2 separate regions of the Hordeum vulgare genome follow, and region 1 is linked to region 2. The links are chromatin contacts, called in public Hi-C maps. All regions are on one chromosome and are shown on one strand. Each heading gives the region's core, a stretch centred on a gene start, on an enhancer-like site or on the middle of the called end of the contact. The rest is flanking DNA. Distances are from core to core; before and after follow the strand shown.

Region 1 (6,690 bases), core at 3,858-6,357, 150 kb before region 2:
CTACACCAACGATAGCTTCGATTATATTGCACATACAAACTACAGGACTCTCGAGTATTCAGACTTTTAGAACACCAAAAAGTTCACACAAATTCACAATTTGACACACTCTAGCAACCAACATATTTCTTGCCAAGAGAGGTTTCTCAGACCATTTGATGTACTCCCTCCGTTCCTAAATGTAAGTCTTTTTAGAGATTTCACTATGGACTACATACCGAGCAAAATGAGTGAATCTACACTTTAAAGTATGTCTATATACATCCGTATGTAGTCCGTAATGGAATCTTTAAAAAGGCTTATATTTAGGAACGGAGGGAGTAGTTTGGTGTATCCCACTAACTAAAAAGGCTCTCACATTAGGTGATGTATCTTGATATAAAAAAAAATTCGATGTCACAACTTTGTAACACTTTTAACTTGATTCCTGCCTTCTATGTTCTAACAAAGAGGTTAAGCGGCATGCCAATAGCTACTTTTCAACTGGTTGAAAAAACTCTTCAGTGGATCTGTCAGCTCTCAAACCTTTAGTGAGTCTGTAATCTCCTCAAGTGATGAGTCCGATGACTTTGAAGGCACAGATGATGAGACCTGGCCATTAGATCCAGCAGAAGTATTTTCAAGATCTGTAAAGTAGATGATATTTTTCAGGTATTGTAGTTGAACTTTTGTACTGATTGCGCAGAAATAGTAAAATCATAATCGGCAAATGTTTTTAGCAAACAGGTACAACTAAGCTCAAATGATACTCAATACTAAGCATATTGAATGCTATTTTGTAATATTATGGATAAATCTAGTGCAAACCACACTCAAAACATAATCATGCAAACATATTGATTAGTACATCAAATCAATTTGGAACTACCAAATTTGAGGTAGTCCTCCATGTATCTGCTGCACAACTGAAATTTATCATATTTAAAACTGATTTGTGTTAGATTGAAAGGATGATTTTCTCACACAAATCTGTGTTGACATAGAGGTTACGAAGACCAGATTGTCAATCACGATCACAAGATCAAACCAAACCGACAACCTAGCTATACAAGGTAGCCGAATATTCTACAGTTCATATAAACCAGGTTGGTTTGCATAATTGCATCAAGCTATGACTTTTCACTAGATATGTCATATCTGCTTATAAAAAGAAAATCCACACAATGATAGCATTAAGGCCACAATATGATTCCTTCAGCTACACTAGCATGCCACAATTCATTTTCTTCTATAAACACATAGAAACTTTATTAAAAAGAGATATAATTAGAAGTAACATTTATTGCAAGTTTCAATGGAGAGTTTCTAACATGGTTGTTAAGACTTGTAAAAATAGATGTGCACTAACTTGATATGTCTTCTTTGTCACCTGGCTGTAGTTCTTGCACAGATTCAAACACCAGACACCTGTGGAAATAAAAGAAGATGAAGCTAAACGAGAAGAAATATTCAATTGCTGCTAAGAAGTTTTTGCTTACCATATAATTCCAAGAAGACCAAATATGTAGAAGACAGATTCCCAGCCAAGGTTTTGAATGATGGGAGGGGCGAACAGAAGTCTGTATATTATCATAGACCAGGAGTTAACTATCTCGTAGCATTGTCAATTAAGTAGTGCAGTCATAATGTCATACAGTCAAAATGCAACGCAATGTTGTTTCAGAACCAAGCAAAAAGTTTCATCAGGTTACAAAGGTCTGATATTCTATCATGATTTCTGTAAAGATGAAAGTTTCTGCTTAGACCCAAAAACATTTACATGCATCTGAATATATCTAGAAAATACTGCAGAACACTTACCCTAAGACACTTCCAAAGGCTAAACCACCAAAAACAACAGAAACCGCTCTTGATCTTTCTTGAAGAGGAATGGTCCTGCATGTGCAGCCATAGCAGTTAAATATGCAATAATAATGTATAAGAATGATGCTTCTCAACTTTAATATGTTTATTCTATGTTCTGCCAGAGAGAAGCAACAGTTATACTACCCTTTATCATGTTCAATAGAATTAAGATCTCAGCAAGGAGATAAGGTAGTTTTCTATTGGATTTCCTTTAAGCATAACAAGTAATACATAGTTCTTTTTTCTTCCATAAACGTGTCAACAGAGAAACTACATCATATCCGCACCAATCGCAACTGAACCATTGAGAAAGTTATGCAATATAATCGTCATACAAAATCCAGAATAAGATGTACATCAATCTTTTGTTTATCTTCAATAACAGAATGTGAAATGTATAGCTACAACCTGCGATTTAGCATAGGTAGCTAAAGAAGAATCCATCTAAACATCAAATATCCACAAAAACAATGCCAATAACCTAGTTAGCTACACCGCGAAGAGTGTATAATCACAAGATTCACCATCATGGATACATGGTATTTCTAATAAATATCTCTACAACTACATGAGAACCCTAAAATTCCTGCTTCAAATTTTAGGAAGCAGCCTAAGATTCACATGAAGTAGATGTAAATGGCAGCCTGCTTCCGAGGAAAAGGTATTTTAGGCTTACCGTGCAATTAAATCTGTAGCTGCTGATGGTGAGACTCCTTCTCCAATGCCTACCTAGCATAGCAACAGAGTTAAAATGAATAAATACAAGGATAATATTTAAATAGTACATTATTACTAGGAACACTCCCGCCGTACTGACATGAAAATGTGATAAGGAAACTAGGTATTGCCATCGCATGGGAATGGTCCAAAAACCAAAGTTGACATGTAGGTATTGCAATAATGCAAGGGGTGGTTTATATGGTAAGGTGAAAGGGACATTTAATTGCACCACAACACATTTTTATACATAAATACGATACACCTGCCACCTGGAAATGTGCATATGAAATAATATAGCAATCATCATGTTAACAAAATGTCTTTATAGGAAGCCCAATTTATGCTAACTTATGCTCAGAATACACAGAAACGTTAACCCAAATAATAACAGCCATCACTCTCGGATCAAAGTATGCTTTATAAGGGTGTGTGTTCTTGATACAAAAATGAAACCACTGTATACGATAAAAAAACAAAAAAGAAGATAAGTGTACCGGATCATATGTGAACAACAAGTTTCTAGAGGCTAACTAATGAGTAGAGGTATACCAGAATCCTTGATAGCACAAGTCCTGGCATGAATCCTGCTACAACAGGAATAACAGCTGTGGACAAAGACCACACAAGCACACCGGCCTTAAGCACTGTCCTGCAATTAGCATATGAGAAGAAGAAAATTAATTGTTGCAATACGAAAATAAATTAATGAATTATATGCATTATATGAGAAATATAAGATGGGAAAGAGCATAGGATCAAATTATAAGAGATGGCCTTTAAGTTATGCAAGAAGCGCCTGCTATACAAGTTATATGCTTGTTTCTTAATTCATCTATTGTTGGTTGATGCCTTTGGATTTTTGTGGCTAAGAATTTAATAAAGTCAAACTAAACCGGTAACATAAAAATCTGCAAACAAAAAAGAGGTAAAAAAAACATTATAAAGGCATGTAGAACTGACAAACTGTTTTTTTGAATTTTTCCTTGCCTACAATACTCAGTCTAAAGATTCTTTAGATGATACAGACAGATGGTTTTGGTTAGATAGCATAGGTTAAGAAGAAACAAGCCATCATCACATTTAACTTTTATTTGGGACAATGCAATATCAGAGTCACTAGCAGTCAATATAACTATACCTATGATGCGAAAAATCTATGTGTATGCAAAATCAAAGAAAACCTTGTATTTGTATTTATAAAATGCACAGGAGGCTTTTTGTTACCCCAAACAAACCTTCCACCAATCAATTTTGCCAGCCAGCCCCCAGGTAGTTGACTCAAAGCGTAGCCCCAAAAGAATGATGATTGAACCAGGCCAGCAGTCGATGAGCTCCAACCGTACTGATGTGACATTGGAATAATCGCAACACTCAAGTTAACCTGAAAGGGTAGATTACTTGCATTCAGCAGGAATTCCCGAGGAAACAAAAATTGAACTGCCTAGATAGAGTACTTTGCCAGCGAGCAGACAATTAATGGTGCAGAAACACTTTGGTGGACATCGACAAGGACAAAAAAGACCTGGTCTATGGATGCAGACGAATGCCAGAACAGAGACCGCCCAACTTGACACCATGTTTAGTATGGAATGTATCATTAAGCAAAGTCATAGGAGGACGATTCCAACCGGTAGCCTTGAGCTGAAGTTTCTCACAGTTACGCCCTCTGGGAAAGAGGAAAACTGAAAGAAGACACCACCCCAAGAATCTAAACCTGTTAGGCGGCGGCGGCGCAGATACACGGTGGGTAAACGGCAATCCAATCGCTTGCTTTCATCATAAACAGATCGGCATTAGCATTCGCCCAAATGCTACGCGTGCATTTCCGTAAACACTTTGGCGCAACCTCCCCCCCAATTTTCGTGTGTCTGATTCGAGGCTCACGGCCCAGCGCAGGGCGTGTGTCTGATTAGAGGCTACCGTCCCTACGACTGGATAGAGGCTAATTATTAAGCTTAAGCAATAGTGACAGTAAGAGCGGAGCGGGCGGAAGCACCTTGTCCATGTTGCAGATGACGAAGGCGAGAGAAGTGGCGCCGATGAGCCTGTAGCGCTCCGGCAGCCCCTCCCAGGGCGGCCACCGCAGCTCCAGCGGCCCGGCCACCGCCGTCACCCCCTCCTCCTCCTCTTCAACATCCCCTCCCCCCTTCCTCTCCGCGGCGACCTCCGGGACCACGGAGCGCTTCTCCACGGCGCCCGCGGACCCGCCCCCGCCTTCCCTGGAGGAGAACCGCGTCACGGCCCCGCGGCGCCGGTGCGGGAGGACGGGCAGGCGCGGCGGGAGCACGCGGAGGGCCTGGTGGCGGCGGCGGGGCCCGGCGAGCGGGAGGAGGCAGCGCTCGGGCTGCAGCGCTGAGGAGGCCGCCATCGCCATGGCCGCTTCGCTCGGGAGTCGGGAGCGAGCCGAGCTAGACGTCGTGCTGCAGTGGAGTTTGAAATTTCTCGGCGGAGTTTGGTTTTGGAGAGGAGGAGGGGAGGCGTACACGCGGCGAAGGGGCGGAACGAGCGGCCATGGGCAGCGGAGCAAAGCGTGCCCACTGCTGCGCCTGCGCGGCCGAGAGGGGACGGCGACGAGCGTGTGGCTGGGGTCGCCCCTCACCCACTGACGGGTGGGACCATGCCCCGATACGGGTCACGTGCAAACCCAGACCTAGCCAAACGGGCCGGCCTGGCCCGGCCCACCATAATCGTGCCAGGCACGGCACAACACGCCTGGGCCCGATTATTAGCCGGGCCGTGCCGTACCGGCCCGCCGGCGCAGCCTCCCGGCCCAGACACGCCAGACCCGCTAGCCTGTTAGTTTTTTAATTTTTTTTAGGCTGATTTTGGCCTGTTAGACTGTTTTTGGGCCTATTTTAACATATTGGGCTGTGTTTTGGACCAATTTTGACCTATTAGGTTAATTATATATATATATATATATATAAGTAAAATATAAATAAACGGGCGTGCCGTGCCGGCCCGCGTGCCCAGCCCTCAGGCCCAGGCACGGCCCGAGGCGTGTCGCGTGCCTGGCACAGCCCGTTTTAATCGTATCGGGCCGGCCCGTGTTGTGCCGTCGTGGCGGGTTGGCGGGCCGGCCTGTTTAGCCCGGCCCGTTTGGTCAGGTTTGTGCAAACCGTTGCTACTCTACTTGGCTCCTTGCTACCACGAAACAGAAGATGCACAAAATATTACTTCCTCCGTACTAAAATAAATGTCTTAACTTTATACTAGCTTTATAATAAAATTATACAAAATTTAAGACACTTATTTTGAGACGGAGGGAGTATACGAATAGATAGATAGACTTTCTGGCTTAACTAGCAAATGGGTCCGTGCGTTGCAATGGAAGAAAAAAATACCACACGCTTTTAATCTTTTTATAATCATTTTGATTTATTAAAATAATAAGCTAACTAAATAATGTAGTGAGTCCTATCCTATTTTGTTGAGAAATCAACTCGTCCATTGTTAATTCCACCATGATGAGAAATTGAGCGGGACAAGCAAAGCAAAACAAAGAGGCTACGTGAATTGATCAATGGACTGTTATCTTATTTCACTCATGGGGTAGAGAATGTGGAATCAGATGACAAACTGAAGGTGATGTTCCATTCTCTGTCTCTACAACAATACAATCTTACATTCAATACATTCATTCATCAGCAAACAAATCCTCATAAAACAAAATTTCTTGCCGGTGCTTGGCACACGGTTGGAGGCATGGGGAGGGGATCTCATCAGATGATGAGTTCCTGCCGGAGGAGGGGATACGATGAGGGGAGCAAGGGTTAGGCGCCTCTATTTGGCCATAAGGAGTCGCCGTTGCCGCGCCATAACCTCGGAGTTCCCCTTGCGAGCCATGGAGGCCCGCCTTCACCTGCAAGTACTTCGCTCCGCCGCGCCTTATCCGCGCGCCGCCGCCGTTCTGCACCGAGCACACACATCATCCCCAGTCACTGTAGTTGTCGCGTTGATTTGATCCAGAAGCTGTGCTCGAGAGCCGAAATAGGGACAGCAAGCGGGCAGAGGTACGGCCGCGGAGGCGGGTGGGTTGAGATCGACAATAGTGGTGGTTGAGGTCGGCCGCGACGGCGAGTGGTGTGGCAGCGGCCTGGGCACAGGCCAGGATGGACCAGGGTC
Region 2 (6,281 bases), core at 1,954-4,453:
GTAGGATCGCATCTTACTTACGCAAACACCACAACGGAGATATATGAGTTGCTATTTAACCTCATCCAAGGACCTCCTCGGTCAAATACGATTCAACTAAAGTTGGAGAAACCGACACTTGCCAGTCATCTTTGAGCAACGGAGTTACTCGTAACGATGAAACCAGTCTCTCGTAAGCGTACGAGTAATTTCGGTCCAAGCCGCTTCAATCCAACAATACCGTGGAATCAAGAAAAGACTAAGGAGGGCAGCAAAACGCACATCACCGCCCACAAAAACTTTTGTGTTCTACTCGAGAAGACATCTATGCATGAACCTAGCTCTTGATGCCACTGCCGGTGAACGTCGCATGGGAAACAAAAATTTTCCTACGCGCAGGAAGACCTATCATGGTGATGTCCATCTACGAGAGGGGATGAGTGATCTACGTACCCTTGTAGATCGTACAACAGAAGCGTTAGAGTTTGCGGTTGATGTAGTGGAACGTCCTCACGTCCCTCGATCCGCCCCGCGAACAATCCCGCGATCAGTCCCACGATCTAGTACCGAACGGACGGCACCTCCGCGTTCAGCACACGTACAACTCGACGATGATCTCGGCCTTCTTGATCCAGCAAGAGAGACGGAGAGGTAGAAGAGTTCTCCGGCAGCGTGACGGCGCTCCCGAGGTTGGTGATGACCTTGTCTCAGCAGGGCTCCGCCCGAGCTCTGCAGAAACGCGATCTTGAGGAAAAACCGTGGAGGTATGTGGTCGGGCTGCCGTGGAAAAGTCGTCTCAAATCAGCCCTAAAACCTCCGTATATATAGGTGGGAGGGAGGGGACCTTGCCTTGGGGCTCAAGGAGCCCCAAGGGGGTCGGCCGAGTCCAAGGGGGGAGGACTCCCCCCCCCCCAAACCGAGTTGGACTTGGTTTGGTGGGAGGGAGTCCCCCTTCCTTCCCACCTCCTCCTTTTTTTTCTTTTCTCTTGATTTTCTTCTCTTGGCGCATAGAGCTCTTTTGGGCTGTCCCGCCAGCCCACTAAGGGCTGGTGTGCCACCCTCAAGGCCTATGGGCTTCCCCGGGGTGGGTTGCCCCCCCGGTGAACTCCCGGAACCCATTCGTCATTCCCGGTACATTCCCGGTAACTCCGAAAACCTTCCGGTAATCAAATGAGGTCATCCTATATATCAATCTTCGTTTCCGGACTATTCCAGAAACCCTCGTGACGTCCATGATCTCATCCGGGACTCCGAACAACATTCGGTAACCAACCATATAACTCAAATACGCATAAAACAACGTCGAACCTTAAGTGTGCAGACCCTGCGGGTTCGAGAACTATGTAGACATGACCCGAGAGACTCCTCGGTCAATATCCAATAGCGGGACCTGGATGCCCATATTGGATCCTACATATTCTACAAAGATCTTATCGTTTGAACCTTAGTGCCAAGGATTCATATAATCCCGTATGTCATTCCATTTGTCCTTCGGTATGTTACTTGCCCGAGATTCGATCGTCAGCATCCGTATACCTATTTCAATCTCGTTTACCGGCAAGTCTCTTTACTCGTTCCGTAATACAAGATCCCGCAACTTACACTAAGTTACATTGCTTGCAAGGCTTGTGTGTGATGTTGTATTACCGAGTGGGCCCCGAGATACCTCTCCGTTCATACGGAGTGACAAATCCCAGTCTTGATCCATACTAACTCCACTAACACCTTCGGAGATACCTGTAGAGCACCTTTATAGTCACCCAGTTACGTTGCGACGTTTGATACACACAAAGCATTCCTCCGGTGTCAGTGAGTTATATGATCTCATGGTCATAGGAATAAATACTTGACACGCAGAAAACAGTAGCAACAAAATGACACGATCAATATGCTACGTCTATTAGTTTGGGTCTAGTCCATCACGTGATTCTCCTAATGACGTGATCCAGTTATCAAGCAACAACACCTTGTTCATAATCAGAAGACACTGACTATCTTTGATCAACTCGCTAGCCAACTAGAGGCTTGCTAGGGACGGTGTTTTGTCTATGTATCCACACATGTAAATGAGTCTTCATTCAATACAATTATAGCATGGATAATAACGATTATCTTGATACAGGAATTATAATAATAACTGTATTTATTATTGCCTCTAGGGCATAATTCCAACACGTTGATCTCACGCGCTTCTCCCCATCCTGAACGGCCCGCGATCTCCTCCCCATCCCGAACGGCTCGTGCGCTGCGCCCCATCATCCGCGCGCCCCTGCCCCCGTCGGCCCTCCCGAATCGCCAGTTCCCGCCACCGTCGACCGTCCGCATCGCCGGATCCAGCTTTCGCCCGTCGTCCTCGTCATCTGCCCTCCGTGACCGGGGCACACGTATACAAGTGTTTACAAAACGTCACTCAAAATTGCTGCAACGGCTATTTAAAAAAGCTTCAACCGTTGATTAAAAAAGCTGCAATCATACATATAAAAAGCTACAAGGCAAATCATACTTTTTCCTCGTTGAAGTTTTTGGTTGAAGCTTTTTTTAACGGTTGAAGCTTTTCTATACACGGTTGAAACTTTTGTGGAGTGACCACGCGAGATGCTGCAGTCGGAGCGGCGTTTGAAACTTTTTTCATACATGGTTGAAGCTTTTTCTGTCAACGTTTGCAACTTTCCCTCGCTGAAGTTTTTGGTTGAAGCTATTTTTCTTAACGGTTGAAGCTTTTTCTACACACGGTTGAAACTTTTTATCCAGCGTTTGCAACATAGGTGGGTGAGATGCGACCGAAACGAGGTGAAGACCGACGGGCTGCATCCATGGTGCTTCGATGGGCGGCCGAGGCGGCGACCGGCGGCGACTGACGGTGAAGGCGACCAGCGGTGAGGAGGTGAGGCAAGGCGGTCGGCGCAGGCGAGGCGGTCGGCGCGTGCTGGGGCGTCGGCGCGGGCGAGGCGCGTGCTGGGACGGCGACGCGTGCGAGGATGACGGGCGGTGGGGGCTCGCGCGACGAGATCTGACGGTTAGGGGGCCCTGATCTGACGGCTGCTGTGCGACCGACGCGAGCCCTCGGACCGGCGCGCCGGCGCCTAGCAATGCCCTTTCCATTTACAACTAAACGTGTTTTTTCGGCCTAAGTGGATCTGATCGGAACTGATGCAGTCAACCAAACATGCTTATGTGCTGCACCGTCCAGACTCTCGTCCTCCTTTTTTTTTTTTTTTGAGAGAGATGATAATTCAGATCCTCATCCTCCTTCCTACCAATCCAACCCACAGCCGAATCCATCCCCAGGCCCCAGCTCGTCGCAGCTCTGACTGAATCCCCCTTCACCACCGGACAGCTGCCGCCGACGCCTCGATCCCTCCCCTCCCCCTCCACCCTCCCCTGACGCCGTCGCCCCCTCCTCGCCGCGACATCGGTCGCTGCCCCCCTGCCGCCTCCGCCCCGTCCGCGATCTCAGGCCGATTGGAGGTACGAGCTTGTTCGATTGCTATCGTCCAGCGATTAGCCAAGCATCCACCGACCTCCACGATTTCTGGGCGCACACGGCACCACACCATCTAGATCCCTAGGTACCAAGGCGTCTAAGATGAGATAAGAATATTCCTGATCATGTCACCGGGGCATCTTTTTTCCGTTCGAGCGCCGGTGTCGTGACGACCCAGCAGGGATTTTTCTAATCCGTGCTCTGTTTTCTTTGTCGCAACTGGCAGGCGCGCTCGTCGATTCAGCCCTCCGGCCATCGAGGAGGAGAGATGCAGGTCAGCCGCTCATCTCTTAACTAGCATCAGTGATTCAAGGCCTAGGGGTGTTCCACGATGGGCAACCTTGTCAGTTCAGCCTAGTGTAAGACCCAAGAGCCAGTGCTCTGTTCTCGACTTGGAATGGGCCTTGGCAGTTTAAGAGTAGCACGGTTTCAGCAAAACCATACCCAAACAACCCTAGTTTCATTTTCTTTTGTCGCCATGGCATGTTTTAGTTTGTACTTACGGGCTCATGTCCCGACAGCAAGCATTCTGCTCGCCGTTTGGCCTGTTATTCTGGCTGCCATATATTGCTGCTGGTTATAGATGTGAACGTTTCCGATGGATGAATGAAGAATGATACAACTTGATTACACTGTTATCAATGTTGGTTGTAAATCTGAGAATAGTTTAGAATCTAGACCAAAACCAACCCAGCCCATAGGACTGTACCTCCAGGATCCAAACCAAACCAGTCCAATCCAAAAAAAATCAGTTATAACACCGACCAAACCAAACCGTATGTTTTTTTCACCCTACTTAATCCAATCCGTTTCGCATTTTTGGATTGAACCTGTTGAAGTGTATATTTGGATTATCTAGCCCTTTCCATAAGATTGGACTTTTGGTTGTGTTGGCTAGTGCATGAAGCTTAACATGGTAAGGTCAGTTCAAGTCATGGCTTTCGTAGTTTATTCAAAAATTGCTGCCGCCCCCTATGTGTCCACGTATAGGCCTCTTGAGCCATACCTCTGAGTCTGTCCACGTGTTGACTTTCCGCGTCACACGTGAGGGGGGGTGTTGAAGACTTGAAGTGTATATGTGGATTGTTTAGCCCTTTTCATAAGTTCGGACTTTTGGTTGCATTGGCTAGTGCATGAAGCTTAGCAGAACCCATGAAGTCAAACCATGGACAAAGCCTTAACATGAAAAGGGCATAAGAAGTTCGCGGTAGGGCAATCCAGACCAAGCCAAATTCTTATCAAATTCCCATTCATGCAAACTTGTATAGTCATCAACATTTCTACCATATGATAATTCTACAGTCCTTTTTAACTAGGCAGCACCGGGTAGACAGTGCCTGCCTCTCGACACAGAAATAACTAGGCAGCGCCCACCTCTTGAAGGATTCTACATAAAAAGCAACACGTGTAAAGCACCAGGAGTTCATGCCACCAGCAGCTCCCTTTTTCCTTGGCGCAGCCTCAGTTCCTATAAAATCAATTTGCAGGCATGAGAGGAAAGATAATTGACAGGCTACAATTTTTTTGGCAAAACAAAAGAAATTGTTAGCAGCACTACAGCCTACAGATAAAGCAGCTACAAAATGAACTATTAAGGTTATGATCTGCAAGAAAGAGATAAAGCAACACTCTACAACCTACATGAGCCTCTACAAGCTATGTTTCTGCAGCCATGTGTTGGCTTTCGAAGGTGGTATCATCAGAATATGTTCAGAAAAGCACATTAGCAAATAATAGGGGATACAAAGTAGTAGGACGAAGCAAAGCATCTTTGGTAGCATATTGTCGATATAAGAAAGTAACAAGTAACAAAGAAAAACTCCATATAGCGGCTCTTTCGATGAGCTCATGATTTTTAGTTATGTTTCTTTGCTGGGAACATTATTATGAATAAAATGCAGCTGTCTTGCAATACTAGTAGTTTAATATCGATCTGTTCAGTAACTGTTATTTTCAGAACAAGTGTGTTGTTCTGCAGACTGGACTTGTAGTTGTGCTGCTGCAGATCATGTTCTGATATTCATAATAAAATTAACAACTAAATTGTTCGGGCATGCCTAGTCAACAACCTATTAATTATATTTGTAACATGCCATAATTAGTGGAACTTGTCCATAGGTACCCAAGATAACACTTCTTATCAGTCGATCGTTTATTTTTCTCCAAAGGACACCCTGGCCAGATTTCATTATCATAGCAATAACAAAATAATAATGTCCCAAGCGTTTGCGCACACACGAAGAAAGAAATAAACTATGCTCGGTGATCAGCCAAAAACTGAACCAACTGTCTTCCCAACCAGAACAGGATAGTCACAAATGGAGTTCCATAAAGCAAGTCTATGAAGAAGAGATTGAACTCACCTAGGTAGTGATGGTGCAGAACTAGAAATACTGCACGCGTCCAGACCTGACCAACCAACTGTTACCAGATTTCACCAACCTCATATGTTCATAAGCAAAATTAAGTTTGAGGGAGGCACTATTATGTAACATTGATAAGAGCTTGGATTCGATCAACAATGCAACTGAAATCTAAAGTCTCCGCATAATAACATGAGGCAGAAGGTGGATGAACAGAGACAGCAAGCAGACTGCCTGACAATGAGGGGGGGGGGGGGGGGGGCAGGGCGCACCTGCCTGACTGTCCAGACCAAACCGAACTCGCCCAATAGTACCCAAAGCCCAAGCCAATCCAAATTATAGTTTTGCACAAGGACCAAACTCAAATTATAGTTTTAGGCCGAACTGTTCCCAAGTTTAGTTGGTGGTGATCACCAGTCGCTTTCTGAGGCAACTTGATTATACCTGTTAGCCTA

What was found. Hi-C and Micro-C count contacts between places; a contact is called where the count stands out from the background.
Region 1: a contact with region 2 is called in a Hi-C map of leaf, with 2.4 times the contacts expected there. The contact joins the promoter of LOC123451940 here to the promoter of LOC123451938 in region 2. A contact is called at or near these places in 3 of 6 Hi-C or Micro-C datasets (leaf and seedling) and 1 of 1 datasets of contacts at active chromatin or transcription factors (embryo).

What each region holds. Positions count from the first base shown.
Region 1 is chr5H:513,949,950-513,956,639 of MorexV3_pseudomolecules_assembly, reverse strand. It overlaps LOC123451940 (probable anion transporter 5, chloroplastic), which reads right to left and starts at 5,107. Exons shown (of 15, transcript XM_045128505.1): 1 at 4,562-5,107; 2 at 3,801-3,946; 3 at 3,115-3,214; 4 at 2,522-2,574; 5 at 1,801-1,875; 6 at 1,479-1,559; 7 at 1,349-1,407; 8 at 526-626. The coding sequence starts at 4,939.
Region 2 is chr5H:513,799,785-513,806,065 of MorexV3_pseudomolecules_assembly, reverse strand. LOC123451938 (protein PEROXIN-4) reads left to right here and starts at 3,203. Exons shown (of 6, transcript XM_045128503.1): 1 at 3,203-3,548; 2 at 3,690-3,737. The coding sequence starts at 3,732.